Linked DNA regions of Zea mays: regions 2, 3 and 4 are each linked to region 1. The links are chromatin contacts, called in public Hi-C maps. All regions are on one chromosome and are shown on one strand. The core of a region is the stretch at or near the end of the contact, and the rest is flanking DNA. Distances in the headings are between cores, read along the strand shown.

Region 1 (5,020 bases), core at 2,307-4,806:
GAGACTTCACCAATGCACTGCACTATCTGATAGGGTCCAAAGAACTCTGGCCCCAACTTAGAAGGTGCGGCTGCTATTACCCTGACGGCTGTGTGTTGCTCGAGGCGTAACCAGACCCAATCCCCCACCTGAAAGTTGACCTCCCAGCAAGTCTTGTCTTTGTACTGCTTCATGGTAACTTGGGACTGAATTAATCGCTCCTGGATCTCAACCAGAAACTCGTCCTTATTCCCGAGCCATCAACTGCTTGTCAACAACAGCCACTCTTGCAGCCCCTGGCTGGTAGGACAGCAGCGAGAGCGGTTCTCTGCCGTAGAAAACTTGGAATGGAGAGCATTCTAGCGACGTTTGAAAGTAAGAGTTATAGCAGAATTCAGCCGACGATAGCCATTGCAACCAGGATTTAGGCCGATCTGCCAAGCACCTCAAATACATTGTGATCACCCGATTAACAACTTCAGATTGCCCATCTGATTGAGGATGAAAGGCAGAACTCATGCAATTGTACTCCACTCCAGCTAGCTTGAACAGCTTGGTCCAGAAAGAGCTGGTGAAGACTTGTCTCTGTCACTGGATATGGAGCAGGGAAATAAATTGAGCCATGGAGGCGTACAATCCTTTCAAGGAAGGATTTGGCCACACTAACTGTTATGGATGACCCAGGGCAATAAAATGGCCAAGTTTTGAGAACCTGTCTAGTGTCTACCACCGTGAGTACGACTGATTTGCCACCAATTTTAGAGAAACCTTCAACGAAGTCCATAAGGACGACACCGGCAGTGGCTGCAGCAAACCAGCAGGGTGGAGGTGCTCTGACTTGTGTCGCTGGCAGGTTGTACAACCACCCACAAACTCGCATACTCGACGAAGAATGTGTGGGCTATAGAAGGACGCCCACCAAAGGTTCACTGTCTTCTCAATACCCACTAGGCTGGTATCATTGGCAAAGGAGAGCAGTCGCAGCCACAGGAAGGAAGCATCAGGGATAAAGATCTTGCCATGGAGCAGAAGCAGCCCATTGGCTTTGAACCAACCAGCAGCATGTGCCGTCCCAGCCTGTAGTTTAGCACAGACCACAGCCACTTGTGGATCAGCCATGACCTCAGCTCGTAGAAAGTCAGAGATCTTTATGTTGGAGCGGATATGTTGTAGATGTCTGCCGTCTCTTCATCCCAAGATAGCGCATCAGCAGTGCCATTAAGCTTTTCAAGCTTGTATGCCACCTCCAAGTCATAGCCAAACAGCTTGCTGACCCACGTGTGTTGGGGGATTGTTGTTTTGATCCAAACAGAACTTGTTGTAGTGGACCGTGCGGTCAACAAACGGGCGACCCCAGATGTATGGTTGCCAATGACGAACTGCTTGTACCAGAATAATCAGTTCCGCACGTATGCCGGCAGTTTCTGGTGTTGAGGTGCCATTGATGCAGAACCACACCAAACCCTGCGTCCGATGTGTCGCAGTCAATGATGAAGCGGCGCTCCATGTCTGGCTTCTGCACCAAGGGGACGGTCATCAGGGCCTGTTTGAGATGCTTGAAGGCCTCTTCTGCTTCGTCCGTCCAACAGAACACCTCGCATTTCATCAAGGCCATCAATGGTGCTGTGACCTAACTATAGCCGACAATGATTTTTTGGTCGCCAATGATTTTACACCCCTATCACAATGACATGTGAGCCAGGGTGTCAAATCTTGAAAGGCATGAGAATTAGGTGTCAAATCTTGAATTTTCTCACGTACATGGAGGTCAATGCGTAGTTGGTCTCTGATATCAAATTGATATGACGTTGCCACCATGGTGTGTGTAGAGGAGTGTAGCAGCAGATGAGATTGAAGGATGGAATCGAGTGGATATGGGGCTCGACTGGAAGTGGTACTGCTGCTGTCACCACGGCCATACTGAATGCTGGCCAGGGTGACCGAAGAAGTCCCACTCAACTGGGGAGACTTTACTTCTTCGATGATTTCCTAGGTACATGCTAAAGCCCCTTTTATAGATCAGGAGCTCATCTACTAACAAATTGGGATAAGCCCAATCTAACCAGGGGTAAATATGACTCGCTAACTAATTAGGATAAGCCCATTGCTAACTAAACAGGGATAAGGATGACTCCCTGTTATTCTCATCTACTAACTGAAACAAACTAGCAACAGCTAACCTCCCCCCCCCCCCCACAAAGCCACGGTTGCGTCGCTGGTACTGGCGCCCGAGGAGAGAGTCCACAACACATGTACTTCAATCAACCACTTGCAAGACAAGGATATCATAGCCATATGCACAAAAAAGGAGACAGACAGGTATTCCAATCAACCGTTTGCAATACAAACCCCACTATTTAAGAATTTCTACCACACTGCGAGAACATAACTCTGCATTAATAAAAGAGGGAAAGATACTGCAGCTAGAGAGCATTGTGTGTATATAGAAACAGGAAGATCATTATAGAAATCAATGCATAATATCATATATCATCTCTCAAAATAATGATGTCACCACAAAAATACAAGGATGGCACCATATAAGCACAAAACTTCAGAAAATTTAGACATCCACAATGACAAAGATAACATGTAATGAAGATTAAGCATCGTATAGATAACAATTCTTACGATTAGATGGCAACAAAAGCAATTATATAATCATAAACCTACTACAGCTTCAAATACTAATCCTTTCAGATGTAATTTGTCTTCATAAAAACATAACCTTTCTGTGATACAGCAATAATACACTTCATAACCCAATTTACCATCATACATAATCAGGTTACAATCCAACAGCCACAAATCAGCAGGAGATAAAAACAGCTATCAACCACAAACAAGTTACAATCAAATAGGCAGAGTCTATGCAATCAACAGAATAAAAACATTACGTTACAATCAAATAGCCACAGATTCTATGAAATCAGCACATGATAAACATCTATCAACCACGAACAAATCCAATGCAGATCTGTATGTAAACTTCCAAACCCTAGCCGAGCATAGATCTAATATATGGCTCCAATACAAATAGACAAATTGGAGGTAGGATCCTTTACCAAGATGAGGTCGAAAAGCGTGGCCTGGTCGACCTTGACGAAGTCCGCATCCCAGTTCTTGAGGTCCTCACCGGAGGCGGCGGTGCTGTTGGCGGAGGCGGCACCCACGTCGTCGGAACCGGCCTTCGAGGCGGCGGCGGCGGCGGCGGCGGCATGTACGTGCTTGTTGCAGTACTCGATTACCTTGGATAGGATCTTGGAGTTGACGTTAGGAAGAGGGATACCGTTGTCGGCGCAGTCATCCTCGATCATGTGGCGGATGGTCTGCGACTCCATCGCCACCGCCTCTTCCACCTCGAACTCCTCGCCATCGGAGCTTTTGAGGGTTATCATCTTCTTCTCGCCCTCGGCGGCCATCGATTCGATCGGAGTGGGGAAAGGTGGTGTGCACTCGGCGGATCGGATCGAGGACGGAACCCTAGCTGCTCCAGAAAGGAGGCGAAGAGTGGGGATATATTGGGGATAGCGGCGGGGTGGGTGGTCGGGTGGGTATATACGGAACATATCAATCTGTTAGAAGTTGGTATCGATCAATCCAGCACGTCCAAATAAATCTGACGGTTATATTTAATCCGTACTATCTAAAACTTAGTAATAATTTTAAGTATAGTTTTAAGTTTACCTTCTTCCATCTAAGATCTTCTTTAATAAAGCTTTGTCTTTTCTAAAAATACTTTTAGATCTGACTTCTCTGTTAAAACTGTTTTTTAAGAATTTAAAGAATACAAAACGGTAAAACAATTTCTATGTTATTTTTAAAAAATTGTCTAGTTACATTAGTCATACAGATGTCTAGTTACATTAATAATATAGTCAATCACAACTATTGTGCATGTGGATCGAAAGACAAAATCAATCAATAGTGGAATGGTCTTTGTAAAATATGTGAGAGCTAAAGTTGGTTAAACTTTTTTTTTTGCTTCCCCTACTAACACAAACGAGAGAAGTGGTCTTCACATGAACCCATTTCAAAAAATATTATTTGGTACGACTTCACTAAATATTAGTGCATCCAGAGCATAAGCCACCTTCGAAAAGCCCTACCAAAGACCCCAAAATAATAATCATTATTGGATTTTAATTGAATGTGTCATCTCAATTAATTACATGGTTACCTCAATATAATTAACTGCAGAAGATCTATTCTCATGTGTGTATAACCATCTAAAGTAGATCCAACAAATGTGCGTCGTCTTTGTATTTCTATCCATCTATATTATCCTTGTAAATGATATGTACTATGGATGTCCAACTAAGCCTACTAAAGAAGTCCTAATGGATGGATCCATGACTCGCCTATAAGCCCCTAAGGAAGGTATGTAGAGAAGAGGCTTCCTAAAGATCAAATATGGAAAGCATCTTGAGTGAGTAAGAGACAAACTTGTAAACATAGAGGTAGACTCATGTATTACTTGGTAATTGACTTGATTCATTCATGAACTTGGTAACTAGTTTGGTGTCTCCCATGTAATCATCTTCCCTTCTTAGGATATAAAAGGAGAGGAGGAACCCTTGAAGATCAAGATACAATAGACCACCACATACAAGGTATAGTGCATTCATATTGAGAGCTCGAACCTATCTAAACCATTGTGTCTCTCGTGCTATAACCTTCAAATTTTGATCTCGTGACATATCTCGTTAATTACTGTCGAACAGTCGTTGACACTTGGTGTGTGAGGCAGCGGCTCACAAATATCAAGCAAGAGTTGATGACATCCATGACATTTGCATCAGGAGACAAATTCACATTTGGTGCCTTGCAATTTGCCACAAGCAAGCTAGGCAATCTTGCCATCTACGACGTTTGGTTCATCCTAGACGTTCAATAGTGTAGATGTCATACAATCAAGACCATTGTGATTCACTCACCATTATGGTGGCTTTAGATCACTCAAATCCCTTGACAACATATAGTGTGGGATGAGGAGCCAATGCATAGTTAGAGATGGTACAAGTTGTCTAGAGGGGGTGAA
Region 2 (5,461 bases), core at 847-3,346, 190 kb after region 1:
TGCTGAACTCAAGGAACACGAGTGTCAGAGAGCTATTGAGGACGTCATGTACATGTTGATTGTTTATAAGTTTTTTAAGATTGAAGTTCCAATGGTTCCCAATCTATCGAAACTCATAAGCAACAGAAGGTTACAGTTATGGCCACCAAGGGAGACAGATCTTGAATCCATTCATGGACCTGAGGTGCTAGAGCTAATTAGGGAACACTTGACCAGCATTATCAGATGGGTGCACAGAAATGGTCCCAAGATCAATCGTTCAACACTTCGCATTAAAAGACTGCAATTTGTTCGGATATATTCTGCTTCAATAATGTACGGATACTTCCTGAAATCTGTCAGCATCAGGCATCGATTGGAGCTGACCCTCACTCGCTCAGAAGGAGTGCCTCCGATTCAATTTCTGAATGCTCAACTCACAAATAAACAAGAGCAGGAAGGGGCCATTGGAGGCTCTAGTGAAGCTTCGTCTTCTTTGAGACCAAGTTCTGTGGTCAACCCACACGACTTGAGGGGCTACATAATGGGATTCGATCCAAAGACCTTGCAGCTTTGCGCGAAGCTGCGCTCATCGGAAGCTTCTAATCTCATCGAGAGGCACAGCTGGGCTCTTTTTGGGGGCGACATGGAACTCTCCCAGGAGAATGATGAAGCGGTTATACTTGATCCTTCATCCCTGAAAAGACTACTGCTTGAAGCCATCGCATTCGGTTCCTTCCTCTGGGACGTCGAGGATTATGTGGACGAGATCTTCAAGTTATCGGATAGCTGAAGAAACTGCTACAGAAAGCTCCTACAGCCTTTGTGGTTGTGGATAGATGAAGCCAGCTGAAAAGAGGAGCTGCAGTTCTTTTCTCTAGATTTGTATATATGGCTGGCTGTTATGTACATGCATATACATCTTCATCTCAAGTTTGCTTTTTGGAGGGAAGCTTGGACGTGCCCTACAAGTTTTTTTTTGTAAGTTATGTCATCTTACACTAGTACACAATAGCATCAGCCTATCAACGCAGAGGACGTGTGACATAATTTTATGGTCCCAAAATAACTGGGCATTTTGCTAATCTAGAACGACATTATTTTGGAATGAAATGAGTTGTATCAGCATTTGTACCTTCAAATTAGTTTAGTTTGAAAGCATAAATCTGATAGGCCTATTGGGCTTCCGGTTGCAGCACTGCTGGGCAGTTATTCTACCACAAGGGATGCAGCAGCAGCCATGACAGCACTGCATGTCTCCAGCAGCAGTTTACCTGTTTCTTATCTCATCTTTTATTTTAAACTTTATTATATGAATAATACATATATCTTATCTCAATTTTTTATTTTAAACTTTATTATGTGAACAATATGGTTGTAGTGAAAACAATATTTTGCACAACTATAGTATTTCTATTTCAAACTTCATTACGTTAATAATACAGTTTACAATGCAAAACAATATTTGCGCAACTATATGTATGATCTGCTGAAGACAGTAACATCACATCTTTTATTTCAAACTTCACTAAGTAAACATTACAATCTGCAGTGTAAGAAACTGCCGCTGCTAAGTGTGCTTCTCTTGTCTCTCAGATCAATAGCAGCAGCAGGCGGGCAGCTGCTGCTTACTCATGCAGCCAAACACTACACTATTATTAGGTACCATTAACATTATTTTTAAAATAAACTTACTTAGATTTAAAATGATTTAAGTCATCAAGAAACGAGATAAGTTGCTTTGGAACGGTGGGACGGAGGAGAAAACAACTTGGACTCCATTCCTGTCCATATTGAGGGCACTGTCAAGTGACATGATATCCAAAGCTTGTGCCAGGCAGGCATCGTGACCACATGAGCTGCCAAAACCCCATGATGGCACGGCACCTGAGGAATAGCCGCTTCTCTGAACTTTCGATAAGAAAACAATTTCAGAAAAGTTCCAGTTAGTACAAACCATTCGGTCGTGGTAAAAGTAACATTTGAAGGAAACCTCATCCTCTCCCCATTTGAGATATTCCCTCGCTCGCTCAGCAGCAGGAGGCAGCGGCTGCTGTCAACAACAACTGGCTGTCCGACACCGCATTTAAGCTTCACCCTCCCCTCGGGCCTCCTCCACTAAAACTCGGATAGATCTCAGTGCAGTGCTTCCCTGTTCCCTCCATCAAGAAACAGCAAAGATCCAGTGCAGAGAGAGAGAGAAGCGCCATGGCACTCTGAACAAGAAAAGAAAGAGCTAGAGAGATCTCAGTCAGCCAGTCTCTCACAACACAATGCCGGCAACCACCAAGCCGATCTTGCTCCCAAGGGCGTGGGCAGCAGCGCCACTCCTCCTCCTGCTGCTGCTCGTCCTGCACGGGAGAGGAGGCCACTGCGTCGGCATGGAGGCGGCGGAGCTGGAGATGGACTCGGAGGCGCACCGGCGGCTGCTGTGGGAGGCGACCACGGGGCGGAGGTACATCAGCTACGACGCCCTGCGGGGCGACGTGGTGCCGTGCTCCAGGACCGGGGTGCCCTACTACAACTGCCGGATCTCGACCACCGCCAACCCCTACACCCGGGGCTGCGAGAGCATCACCAGGTGCAGGGACGCGGATCCCTAGGCTCTTGCTTTGCTTGCTCCGTCGCCTTGCAAAGGGAAGTGGGTGTGGGGCTGCTGCTCCTCGCTCCTTCGACGCTGCAGGGCGGTGTTGCTGCAAATGCTTACTAAATGAAGTGTATTTTATTCTGTCTTCTTCTTTTTTCTTTCTTCCTCTTTTTTTTTCTTGGTCGTCCTTCCTCCTTTGCCGGGATATTTAGTAAGTGTAGTAATGAAGCACTAATACTAATGGATGAATCTCGTGTGCAAGATGTTGATGAGCAATGCTACAGATTACCGGAGAGACTTCATTGAGCTTTCAGATTCTTCAAAAAAAATGTTTTTGGGGAATATGCAACTGATGAGGTGATATTTTTTTTAAGAAAATTAACCAATACATAGCTCAGTTCGTCTCCCCAATGCGCTGTGTTGAATGAGCCACCTCAGGAAATATGCCTGCCTTTCAGCATGCCTGGTCTGGTGCTGAAAATGCTGTGCATTCAACCAACCATCCGTAGGCCTCACATCGTCACATGGATGCACCGACAAGCTGCAAAAGTGTTTTTTTTTAAGAAAAGTTCAGACTGCCAGAGAGCGCGCACAGTTGGGACCCTGAGGCCCTGACAAGAAATTGACTCTTGTCTGCTGCAGCTGGCACTCCGGAATTGGTCAACTACGTGACTGTAGATAGATATTCTTGTGCATGCCGACATTGGCCAGTTTACACTGGTATAAGCCAGTTACTGCTAATTTTCAAGGACTGTTTTCAGCCGATCATGTATATGCTCATACAAATCACTGTTTTGTTTTATACTGTAGACTATATTATTTACATGATCTAACTTGAAATAGGAGATCATATATATGACCATAAAAACACTATTTTATATTAAGATCGTATATAAAATCATACAAACCGTTATTTTATATTATAGACTTGAAATTTGAAATAAGAGATACATTGGATAAGTTGATCATAGACTGACAATGCAGTGAGCACCAACGCATTATTTAGGGCGTAGTGGAGTGAAGACGTCGCTGGCTGTTGTGCCGATGTGGAGGTGATATGCTGCTGAAAAGCAACTAGCTAGCAACACAAAAAGTAGCTGCTCTCGTATAGTCGTATGTTTACCCAAATAAAATCAGAGTGGGTTTGTTGGTCGAACGGTTCAAAGGCGCTGTTTCACCACCTGTTATTTATATAAATCGTTAACTATGTGTCACTAGCATCACCTCATAGTGGTAAAAGGCCATATGCTACTCACAAGTGGCGAAGGTAGAACAAGTTTTAAAGGAAATTGCATTTACCACCTTATAGAAGCATACGAATTTATTATATACGTGCATATGATGAAATTCTAGCAGATTTTGAATTTTTTAAGGTGCATTTGCACCCCCAACCACAATTCAGCTTCGCCCCTGCCACTCATGGTGGCAAAAGGCATATACTAGGTGGTTGGCTGGTTGCCGTCGTGTGGGAGAAGATATGCGGAGGGAAGAGTAAAGAAGATCAATCAAATATAATCTAACAAAAGTAGACACCACATATTAAACAAATTCTTAGTTATCTGCTACAGTATCTCTCTCAATAATTGAAAAGAAACCGAAAAGATGACATTCGATTATCTTCATTACCACTTGATAAATTATATAAGAGGAGTGTTGTAGATGCTATTAACACTTATTTGGATCCGTACCAAGGAGACACGCTACGCTTGAGTGTAACACCCAAAATCCTATTTGGGATTATGAAAACTCTACAAAAAAGATTTAAATTAAAATATCTTCTAATAAGGATTTTTCTTACTTCTGGAATTATTATTTTTAGATAAATAGATGGCAATTTTAAATTTTGATGGTTCAAGTTGAATTATATATATATAACTAGAAGCATTTGTAGACATGAATAAATTAATAAATAAATTAAATAAAAAAATGAAACCTTGCATTTCGTGCTGGAATTTTTGTTTGTTCATTTGGATTGAAGTTGAAACTCCAACTTAGATTAAAAGGGATTTGAAATTTGTATTTAAAATCTAAAACTGGAATCTGAAATGAAAACAGAAAAGAAAATTAAAATATGAAAAAGAAAAGAGAAAGACCCATTTGGGTCGAGACCTCGATGCTGGCCCATTTCTTTCCCCACCCCTTCTCATGCTGGGCGGCCCAACATCTACACTGCGCTGGTCCCCTGAGAGCGGGCCCACCCGACCAGTCACGTAGCACCTCCCATCGGCCAGTGACATATGGGCCCAAGTTGTCGGCACAAGGTGAACAAGAGTGGGTGTGTTGTCTCGCTGGTCTGTGGGACCGTGATGTCGGATTTCACTCTTGCACACGAGTACAAGGACCTCTGGCCTCGTTGGGAGGGGGACCAGGTTCGCCAAAACCTTCGTCCCAACGATCTCAAGCAGAGTTTGTCGATTGCAACCAACCTTGCTACCAACTGAAGGTCGTAACAACCCTTGGACCAGGGTATAAATTTAGGCCAGTGATCGCCTCGCCCATCTCGTCCGTATTCCGTAAGCCATGCCAAAGAAGCTACCCTAAGAGCCACACAAAGAGTGTCGTCGTGAGAGAAGAGAGGGATTTGTGTCGCCGCCGTCATTCTTTGCCTATGCGATCAATCATAGAGCAAGATGTGGCTAGGGGAGTCTCCGGTGTGCACCGGTCGTATTCATGGTGGTTATGAGCGCTGAGAGTGATGGAGAGGAAGGGAATTGCTCGCCAGAGTAGGAGTGCCACCGTGGAACTAGTACGCCATGGGTAGGGATCTACGCCACATGGCCATCGGTAAGGGACCTCTCATGCTATCCGCCTTTACTCTCTCTTTGTGTAGCGCTAGGAAGATTCTTGATTGGGGCACTAGGGGGCAGGTGCGCGGTACGTCGGTGAGGCGCCACC
Region 3 (5,044 bases), core at 358-2,857, 230 kb after region 1:
CAGTGTGATTTGCTAAAGCACACTAAGCACGAGTTCTCTTATATATTGTCGTCAAAGAGTAAAAATTGTTAAGACCTCGTGCAAAGGTTTCAATTGGTACGGTGACTATCTGAGTACACAGGTTCATATCCATTGAGAATAATCCAAAACACCAAAATAAATGGAACAGCAGATCTATCACCATCAAAGGAATATATTTTTACACGAACTAAAGCAAGCCAAAAATATCCATTTCCATGACTGCAAGCCACATTTTGGTATATACAAAACAAGGCAATGTAAAAAACGACAGACAGCAAGCATCCATATAAAATGTTCCTAAATCATTTAACTTGCAAAACACTCAGATCTATATTATGTGATTAAACAATCCAAGGTGATGCACAAAACGACAGACATACAGCATCCATATAAATATTCATAAACACTCAGATCTATAATATTCAGTTAAACAATCCAACATTTCGATCGGCCACCAGAATTAATTGCCTAAATTAGATCCCAAGTAGAATCTAAACCACCACATGTACCATCCATCGCCATTTCAACAGGACTGCACAACATAAAGATCCAATTTCATGGAACTAACTGGTTAATCGAGATTGTTGTAATCAATGAATGTTGTACCTGCGCGGCGACGAGCCCGCTGATGTGCGCCATGTCGCAGAGCAGCAGGGCCCCGACCTTGTCGGCGACGGCCCTGAGCTTGGCGTAATCCCAGTCCCTCGGGTACGCACTGCCACCGCAGATGATGAGCTTGGGGCGGAAGTCAAGTGCCTTCTCCTCGAGCTTCTCGTAGTCGATGTACCCCGTTGCGGCGCTCACCTTGTACGGCAGGCTCTCAAAGTAGATCGAGGTGGCGGAGATCTTCTTACCGCCGGCCGTGTAGTACCCGTGAGTGAGGTGTCCGCCGGAGGGAAGGTCGAGCCCCATGATCCGGTCGTGCGGGTTGAGCAGCGCGGTGTAGGCGGCGAAGTTGGCGGGGGAGCCCGAGTAGGGCTGCACGTTGACGCCCCAGGACGCGGCGTCAAGGTGGAAGGCAGCGAGCGCGCGTGACCGGCAGAGGTTCTCGATCTCGTCGATGACGTCGTTGCCGCCGTAGTAGCGGGCGCCGGGCATGCCCTCGGAGTACTTGTTAGTGAGCGCGGAGCCGAGCGCCTCCATGACGGCGAAGGAGGTGAAGTTCTCGGAGGCGATGAGCTCGATGCCGCGACGCTGGCGCCGCTTCTCGCGCTCCAGGAGGTCGTAGATCTCCGGGTCGGCGCCCGCGAGCGGGGTTAGCCCCCATGTGGCGACGGGGTCCATGGCGGCTGCGTCGGCGCGGGAAGAGGTGACAGGAGTGGTGGCAGCGAGGAGTGGGCGTGGGCGGGGGCGGGGGCGGAGGCGGAGGCGGAGGGAAGGACGGGGGAGGGAGGAAGGGGCGCCGGGATATATAGCGGTGGTGGACGGGAGGTGGGCGCGTGTGCACATGTGGGAGGTGGGTGGTGGTGGACTGGTGGTGTTGTTGGTGGAGGTGCGGTGCGGTGGGGTCGGTGCGAGCGAAGACGAGGTGTTCGACAGAATGCGGGGGCGGAGATTGGTGCGGTCGGAGGGGGTTGGTGTGGGCGCGAGACGCGGTCTGCTTGGTCGGGTTGGGTCTTAATGAGCTGGGCTTTGATGTGGGAACTATAGCTAGGAATCGTGTGTTCTCTTGCCTTTTGGAAAGTGCTGTGATAAAAGAATATTAGTGATGCTTATAACTTTTTAAATGACTAATAACGACTATGCTATGCATTGTCCAGTGGATTTCATCAAATTAATAAACATATGGGTCGATATGTATATATAAGTTTTTGGCTAAGCTCATTGTTAAATACACCTTTTGTAGTCAATTTCACAAAAATAAAATTTCACCACTAGGTATATTGTCGCAAACAGTCGATGACGCTACATGCACGAGCAGTGTATGAGCGTTACGCAAGCCACTGTCGCTACAGGTCCTTGCTAGTTCCATTGTTTATCCAGGGGCAGCATATAAAGTGTAATTAAATTTGAAGTTTACCTTTTTCTATGTTATTTTTATCACTAGTGAGTGTATATATAGAGAAAGATATATCCTTATTGCCAAGACGTGGTCAAAGATTCTGATCAAAAGGTCCCACGCATCTAAGTTGATTATTGACTTAGCCCTTATACTTCATATATGCCTCGGTGCGGCCGGGAGATAAGCCCTCGAAGCTCATCGCGTTCTAGGACACCTAACGGATAAACTCTCTATACCCTCATGTCCCGGGGCACCTAGGAGATAATAGCTTAGGGCCTCTTGAGCCTCGAGACACCTAACAGATAAGACTCTGGACATGCGCTTCATAGGACAAGTAAAAAGATCTCGTGTCCTCTCACGCTCCAGGGCTCCTAGTGGATAATACCTCAAAGCCTCTCACGTCCGAGGGCGCCTAACATATAAGCTCTCGAGACCCCTCGCACCTCATGGCACCTAGTGGATAATCCCCAAGGCTCCTCATGCCTTGGGCACCTAACATATAAGCCTCCAAGGACCTTTGTGCTTTGGGCACCTATTGAATAAGATCGCAGGGCCTCTCACGCCTTGGGGTGTGGATATGGCAATACACTTGGATTACCAAGGGTCGTATGAATAATAGGGACCCGTTGGGGCCATATGGGACCAAGGAGTGTCATAAAGCAATATTGTAATAGACAAATATAAAGGTACAACACATTAAATGTGGGACATGTGACACTACATGGCTTGAAACACACTACCTTACCTACAGAGCACTTGAGGGCTCTAAGTCAGGCGTGTCGCAATCCTAAGACCCTAGTAATGTGTGCACGACATACTAGGAGGTACGATGAGACAGAGGGAAGAGCATCATTAGCCTATCATATGTGGACAATGTGGATACGACGCAGAAGCTCATGACAAGACATTAATACCTACCTTAGAGGAGGGTATGGCTCATTAAGTTACCAAAGGGTAACCTCAGTAGAGGCACATTAAATACTAGGATATGTGTAATCTATGACCCTGACATTCATGATGGGCACAACACTTATCACACCCGGTTTAAGAAGGCAAATAGAATGTAAACCATGTACATGCCAGGATCAAAATCGCGTTCACAACAATTACATAAATGTCATACAATTGCACAATGCTCGAAAATAAGTTTATTAAATTGTATTACAGGCCATTGTCTTAAACATCACATAGTTCAACATGCTCATGTGGAAATTTAAACTAAGATAACTTGAGCCTCCATAGGCACCTGACTAGGGGAGATCACTAGCTTAGTCCTCAAACTCATTGTAGTCTTGGAACTCTTGGAAATCTACTCCAACGGCATCTTCTTCATCTGAGCAAGGGTTGCACCGAGGCAACCTAATGTTTGTATGAAAGCAATGGTGAGTACACGACATACTCAACAAGTGCCCTGTTTGGCTAAGGTGGACTAGCTTTATGTGGGGCTGTCTAACATCAGTTGATTTTAGTTCATCAGGTTATTAAAGTTAGCATAAGTCAAGTTTCAGCATTATCTCAGAATTATCATCCCATGGAAACATAACTTCTCCAAGATTCATTCCATCATTATCATTATCATAACTAGAACCATGATTACTCTAATCAATGAAGCTTCCAAGGTCACTGACCGGAGTGATGGTCATGTTGGCCAGCCTCTGGCTTGCCCTTCTTGGGGCAGCTAGCGATGAAGTGGTTGGGGTCACCGCATTTATAGCTGAAAGTCACCTAGAGGGGGAGTGAATAGGCGAAACCTGAATTTTACAACTTTAACACAACCCTTGATCCCTTGATTAGCGGTTAGAACAAGATGAACAATTATTAGAGTATAAAACTAAGTTCTTTGCTTGCAAAAGTATTGCTTTCAAAGAATGAGGAATTAACACAAAGCAACACAACTAAAATATCTATGGAGAATAAAGCAAGAGGGCTTAGATAAGAAGAGGAAAATCACAAGTTCTTTCTTGCAAGGTGTTGCTTATATATATGAGAATTTAACTTGAAGCAACACAAAGCAATATCAACAAAGCATAGTGCAAGAGAACTTAGAGAGGGAGAAGACAAACAAATCACAAGCAATAAACACAAGTGACACGGGTGATTTGTTTTACCGAGGTTCGGTTCACCAAGAATCTAATCCCCGTTGAGGAGTCCATAAAGGACATGAAAGGGAAATGGCCTTAAACCATTTCTTATATTTTGGTGCTTGATGACCTTCACAACCATTCGGACTAACTAGTTTGCCTAGTCTCTGATTCACAAGTTCATAAGATCAACGGTCTAGTTTCTAAGTCACAATTAGCTCAGTTCCAACCAAATAGGGGTAAAACATGGAATAGATGAACTACCAATAGTTCTACTCTTTGGATAAGTTCTAAATACCCCGAGGAATCTATTCAACACAACCTATGGACTAATATGTTTGCTAGTGTTTATGATTATAGTTCACATGATGCAAAGAAGATTGGACTAAGGCAATGAGGATGCAACACCTCAAAAGAAAACATAAAAAGAAGTAGAGAAGTCCAAGACTCAAGAACAAAAGAAGCCCAAAAGAATCAGCGAAGATATCCAAGAAAAGGGCAGTCGGCCAACACAATGGTGGTACACTGCACAGTGAACAGTCACATGTCCGGTGTGCACCGGATTGTCCGGTGGGACACCTGGCAGTCTACGAAGAGAGGACCACGATGGGCTCTCTCGAGCTGTGGCACCAGATTGTTCGGTGTGCATCGGACAGTCTGGCAATGGTCAGATCCAACGGTCGACTGCCGCAGACCTCAATGGTCGGCCGACATGGCCAGGGCACCAGATTGTCCGGTGTGCATCAGATAGTCTGGGTAGCGGTCGGATCCAACAGTCGATTGCTATAGACCCCAATGGTCGGCTGACGTGGCAGACACGAGACAATGAACAGTGCCCTGTCCGGTGTGCATCGGACTGTCCAGCGCGCCCATCGAAAGAAAGTTGTTGCTTTCTGTCTAACGGCTATATGGGTGGTTGAGGGTTATAAAAGCCACCCCA
Region 4 (5,361 bases), core at 2,254-4,753, 150 kb before region 1:
TGCTGACGTCCCTCTGCTTCCGTAAGAGAGCTGAGAGCCGCCGTCGTCACAGGGCATGCGGGGCGCCATCATTGCCTATCTGGTGGAGACAGCCAGATGGGACTTCGGTCTTGTTCTCTGCGGCCCGAGTCGGCTCGGGGTAGGGTGATGATGGCGCTTCCTGTTGACGTGGCGGGCCTGTGCCCTAGGTCGGGCGACGTGGAGGCTCCTCCGAAGCCGAGGTCGAGTCTGTCCTTCATGGCCGAGGCCGAGTCCGAGCCCTTGGGTCGGGCGAGGCGGAGGTCGTCGGCAGAGGCCAGGGCGGTGTCCGAGCCCTGGGGTCGGGTGAAGCGGAGTTCGTCGTCTTCTGGGGCTGAGCCCGAGTCCGAGCCCTGGGTCGGGCGGAGCGGAGTTCGCCGTCTTCCGAGCCTTAGCCCGAGTCCGAGCCCTGGGTCGGGCGGAGCGGAGTTCGCCGTCTTCTGGGTCTTAGCCCGAGTCCGAGCCCTGGGTCGGGCGGAGCGGAGTTCGCCGTCTTCCGGGTCTTAGCCCGAGTCCGAGCCCTGGGTCGGGCGGAGCGGAGTTCGCCGTCTTCCGGGTCTCAGCCCGAGTCCGAGCCCTGGGTCGGGCGGAGCGGAGTTCGCCGTCTTCCGGGGCTTAGCCCGAGTCCGAGCCCTGGGTCGGGCGGAGCGGAGTTCGCCGTCTTCCGGGTCTTAGCCCGAGTTCGAGCCCTGGGTCGGGCGGAGCAGAGTTCGCCGTCTTCCGGGGCTTAGCCCGAGTCCGAGCCCTGGGTCGGGCGGAGCGGAGTTCCCTATGGCGCCTTTGGCAAGGCCTGACTGCCTGTCAGTCTCACTCTGTCAAGTGGCACTGCAGTCGGAGTGGCGCAGGCGGCGCTGTCCTTCTGTCAGACCGGTCAGTGGAGCGGCGAAGTGACGGCGGTCACTTCGGCTCTGCCGGGGGGCGCGCGTCAGGATAAAGGTGTCAGGCTACCTTTGCGTTAAATGCTCCTGCGACTCGGTCGGTCGGCGCGGCGATTTAGTCAGGGTTGCTTCTTAGCGAAGGCAAGGCCTCGGGCGAGCCGGAGATGTGTCCGCCGTTAAAAGGGGGGCCTCGGGCGAGACGGAAACCCCTCGGGGTCGGCTGCCCTTGCCCGAGGCTAGGCTCGGGCGAGGCGTGATCGAGTCGCTCGTATGGACTGATCCCTGACTTAATCGCACCCATCAGGCCTCTGCAGCTTTATGCTGATGGGGGTTACCAGCTGAGAATTAGGCGTCTTGAGGGTACCCCTAATTATGGTCCCCGACAAAAAGTAAAGCTACCATGATTAAAAACATCGTACCATTAATGTTCATTGAATGGGCCCTCTTGGTGAAGCTCCCTGTGTTGGGGCCTTCGGTCATGATCATCTTGAGTAAGATGACGCACTTCCTCAGCAGCTTCGTCGATTTTCTTCTGAAGGTTGGCCAACCGGGCCATCTTCTCCTTTTTCCTTTGCACCTGCTGGTGAATGACTTCTAGGTCCTAGATCTCCTGGTCCAACTCCTCCTCCTGAAGTGTTGGACTGGTGGCCTTTCTCTTTTGGCTTCTGGCCTCTCGGAGAGAGAGAGTCTCCTGGTTTGTGTCCAGTGGCTGCAGTGCAGCCCTTGGCGCTGTTGTCTTCTTCGGCGCCATGACGAAGGTTGATGCTTTGCCGAAGATTGTGGAAGTGAGTACACCAAAGGTGGGCACCAATGTTGGGGACTTGTTCTTAAATGCTATGAGTTAAGAACAAGGCAACACAAAATGTTAATGGTTAATGCCCTTCGTCCTTCGAAGCATTATCTCCCTTAGGATATAATGATCTTCAGACGAAGGTCATGAAGGATGTACCTTCATCATTGTAGTATATATTAATGAAAGAAGTAGCATATGAAACATGAGAGATAACATGAATAATCATATGACATCATTAATATATCTTAATTATATCATCATGAATGAACGTGAACAATATTGAATTATATTTGTACCTTTGGCTTGACAGAAGGCAAAAGTCCAAGTGTGGCGCACGAGCGAATACAAGTCAGCGTGAATAGTACGAGGGTACTGTTCATCTATTTATAGGCACAGAACGCAGCCTGTGTAAAATTACATTCATGCCCTTTATGTTTACTATTGACTTAAGGACAATCCAACGAGGACTAGATAGCCTTTTCCCCTTTAAGTCAGTTCCTTTTTCTACCGCTGAGCCAAACTTCCTTGCGCGTAGCTTCGGAGCTGGTTCAACCTTCGGCCGACCATGCTTTTCATATTGTGTATAGCTTCATCCCGAGTCCGAAGGTTCCTGTACATATATTACACTTGGAAAACATTGTTAATCATGTTTTTGAGGACCTTCGGAAGACGAAGGCCCCTAACAAAAAGTATTAGCACGATGGCCGACACACAGATATACAAATGGCACTATGGCCGTGAATCACATTTAATCGGTATCCAATCCAAATTTAATCACATTTAATCACATCCAAATTTAATCACATTTAATCGCATCCAAATTTAATCCAATCCAAATTTAATCACATTTAATCACATCCAATCCAATCCAAATTTAATCACATTTAATCACATCCAATCCAAATTTAATACAAAACAATTATTTACCGCGGTCGGGGCGATGGTGGTGACGGTCGGGGCGATGGTGGTGACAATTATTTACGCTAGTCAGAAAATCATGAAACTTGTCCACATGTCATGATATCATATGTAGAGGTTGTGTTAAAAATTTGAGAATGTTTCGAGAAAGTTGTGACGCACTATGTGTAGAAACCTAATAAAACCTCTGTGACAAGTACACTCGGCAAAGAGACTGGCAAAGGGGTCCAGTGGTGCTCCATTTGACGAGTGCCAGGCAGATAGGCACTCGGCAAAGAATCTCGTTTTGCCGAGTGCCGGTTTGTGGCTCTAGACACAGAGGTTGTCGTAGGGCCTACCGAAGCTTTTCTTTGCCAAGTGCGAGGCTAGCAGGCATTCAGCAAAGTCTTTGTTACCGTCAGGTGTCGTCTCACAAGGACTTTTCTTTGTCGAGTACCAGATAGTACTCGTAAAAGACTTTACCGAGTGCACGGCATAATACGCTGTCGCAGTTTACGAGTCTTATTTATATGCGGCATTCGGTAAATTATTCAGTTCCGGTAGTGGCTACTGTACTGCGTCTATAGTGTTTCCCTCGTAGACAAAAAAAAACTAGCTGCTGCAACTGCAAGCTCAAGCGAATGGTATCAGTAATATTTTACACGGTAACATACATGATCCGGTGGACCAATTAGCACCGTCATAGAGGAAGTTGTATTGGTTACTTTGAGATGCTCTCAGAGAGTCACAGCACACGGCTGTACGTCCACTGCAGCGGTGCACTGCATCATCGCATCGCATCCCCTTCCTGCTCGCAGCTGGCAGCTGGCTGCTGGCCTACTGCACACTGCACTGGTCTGCTTCTGGTCGACTCGGCGCGAATAAATGCCACGCCTCGCCACAAAACCCCGCTTCCTCCCTCCAACTTTGCACAGTCTGCGCACCCTGCCACGACGAGATGGCTTCCTGTTCCTCATCGCCACGGCCACCCACCATCCCTCTCCTCCTCCTCCTCCTCTTCCTCCTCCTCCACTTCTCCTCCGTCCTCGCCGCACCAGCTCCTCCAGCCTTGTCACAACAGGTACGGCTCCCTCCCTCCCTATCTCTCTCTCTCTCTCCTTCACGCCTGTGTGGGGATCGGTTTTCTTCCCCTTCCTTTGGTGTGATGAGCTAATAACTGCAGGCTGGTACCGGCGGCGGCAATGCGACGGATTCGGCGGCGGCGTGGACGCCGCGGCTGAGGAAGACGTTCTTGGACGGCGGCATGGAGCGCTGGCGCGGGCGGCGGCTGGTGGGGCGGTTCCAGGTGTGCGCGGTGTGCACCTGCTGCGGGGGCCCGCACGGGATGTGCATCCCGGCGCCCTGCTGCTACGCCATCAACTGCAACATCCCCAACCGCCCCTTCGGCGTCTGCTCCTTCACCCCGCGCACCTGCAACTGCCTCACCTGCCACCTCTAGCTAGCGCTCGCCGCCCTGGATCCATGGTTTTGCTTGTCTAGCTGGTCGTGTCGTTTCGTTGTCGATGGAAGGGATATTCGTGATTCGTTCATTTGGGGGACAGATTCGACGAAGAGTTCATCCTGCCCTAAAACTGCTTGTTTGTAGCCATGACTCACAGTTAGTAGCAGTATGGTGATGGTTGGATTAATCCAGCTTTTTTTTTTCTGCACTTGCTTGGTGCTCTTCAACTTCAACTGTAGATATTATCAAGTCCTGGCATCTTTTTTTTTGTGGCCCCAGGGTAGTAGACTAGTAGTCATGAACTTGGTTTCACGGTTCTTGATTCTGCACATGGCAATGCCAGTTTTCCACAATTTTCCAGCGCGGTTTAATAAAATTATTCAGGTATTTTAATTAGCATTATTGTTGAGGTTTTTAATCCAAGGGTAAAAAAACTGCCAGATCAATCAACATGGATGGAAATGGCCCACTATCCCACCAGCAGCCTATTCAAGTCTTGATGAAGTGCACTAATGCGTCTTTAATGACAAACAAAAACAAATGAAAAGCTAGCGCTAAATCGTTAAAAAAACAAATAGAACCCGATCTGTAATGGTTGCATAAAGTGCCCTCTTCTCTTGTTGTCCTTAAATTCTTGTACCTACAAGCCCGATCTCTTCTTCAATTAAAGTAGCCAATGGAGTGGTTGGCCATTGCCAGTTTTTTTTTTTTACAAACTTGTTTTCGTCTCAAGCCCTTCTCTCTCTCTCTCTCTTGAGTGTTGACAATACGTTCATGCTTTCAAGGCACTGTCGTTGACACACGTCCTGGACTCTGTTTCCATCCTAGTATTTGCCAGTTTGCATGTCTGTGCATTACACCTGCCACATACAAGACACTTCGCCTATTGGCATGTCACATGTCTTTTCCCTCCCCCTCTCTCTCTCTCCCCCGTTACCGATGTAGATATTATGTATGTGTATTCGAATTTGATCTGTGTCTGAGATCCAATCTGTATTCGAGTCTGAGTAAGAGTATTCAGTACCTCATCGTATCTGATTTATATCTATATCTCCGATTTATATCTATATCAGTATAATTAAATTTGGATATTTAAAATATCGGTATCTATTCAAATCTCATCCGACACAACTCCATAATATCTATATCCAAATAAAAAATATGAAAACAAATATGGTACAAGCATTATCCGTCCGTATCCAATTCGATTATACCCCTACTCGGCGTGACTCCCTTTGATAGCGAAATTGTATATCACTGATCGCCTTTATGGTCGATACCGACTCCACCACTAGAATGGTACCATCTGCCCG

What was found. A called contact is a pair of places that touch in the nucleus more often than the background predicts.
Region 2: a contact with region 1 is called in a Hi-C map of endosperm, with 3 times the contacts expected there. The contact joins the promoter of LOC100284310 here to the promoter of LOC100280388 in region 1. A contact is called at or near these places in 9 of 25 Hi-C or Micro-C datasets (bundle sheath, ear, endosperm and 3 more) and 1 of 3 datasets of contacts at active chromatin or transcription factors (seedling).
Region 3: a contact with region 1 is called in a Hi-C map of tassel, with 1.9 times the contacts expected there. The contact joins the promoter of LOC100192461 here to the promoter of LOC100280388 in region 1. A contact is called at or near these places in 2 of 25 Hi-C or Micro-C datasets (ear and tassel).
Region 4: a Hi-C map of endosperm shows a contact between it and region 1, with 2.4 times the contacts expected there. The contact joins the promoter of LOC100276375 here to the promoter of LOC100280388 in region 1. A contact is called at or near these places in 2 of 25 Hi-C or Micro-C datasets (endosperm and tassel).

The regions. Positions count from the first base shown.
Region 1 is chr4:22,251,213-22,256,232 of Zm-B73-REFERENCE-NAM-5.0, forward strand. LOC100280388 reads right to left here and starts at 3,557. Exons shown (of 2, transcript NM_001320553.1): 1 at 3,045-3,557. The coding sequence starts at 3,548.
Region 2 is chr4:22,447,531-22,452,991 of Zm-B73-REFERENCE-NAM-5.0, forward strand. It overlaps LOC100284310 (RALFL33), which reads left to right and starts at 2,097. Exons shown (of 1, transcript NM_001157205.2): 1 at 2,097-2,829. The coding sequence starts at 2,253. The coding sequence ends at 2,582. It overlaps LOC100276521, which reads left to right. Exons shown (of 3, transcript NM_001150287.1): 3 at 1-1,113. The coding sequence ends at 772.
Region 3 is chr4:22,484,257-22,489,300 of Zm-B73-REFERENCE-NAM-5.0, forward strand. It overlaps LOC100192461, which reads right to left and starts at 1,608. Exons shown (of 4, transcript NM_001137681.2): 1 at 628-1,608. The coding sequence starts at 1,470.
Region 4 is chr4:22,099,625-22,104,985 of Zm-B73-REFERENCE-NAM-5.0, forward strand. LOC100276375 reads left to right here and starts at 3,504. Exons shown (of 2, transcript NM_001371566.1): 1 at 3,504-3,667; 2 at 3,770-4,298. The coding sequence starts at 3,545. The coding sequence ends at 4,045.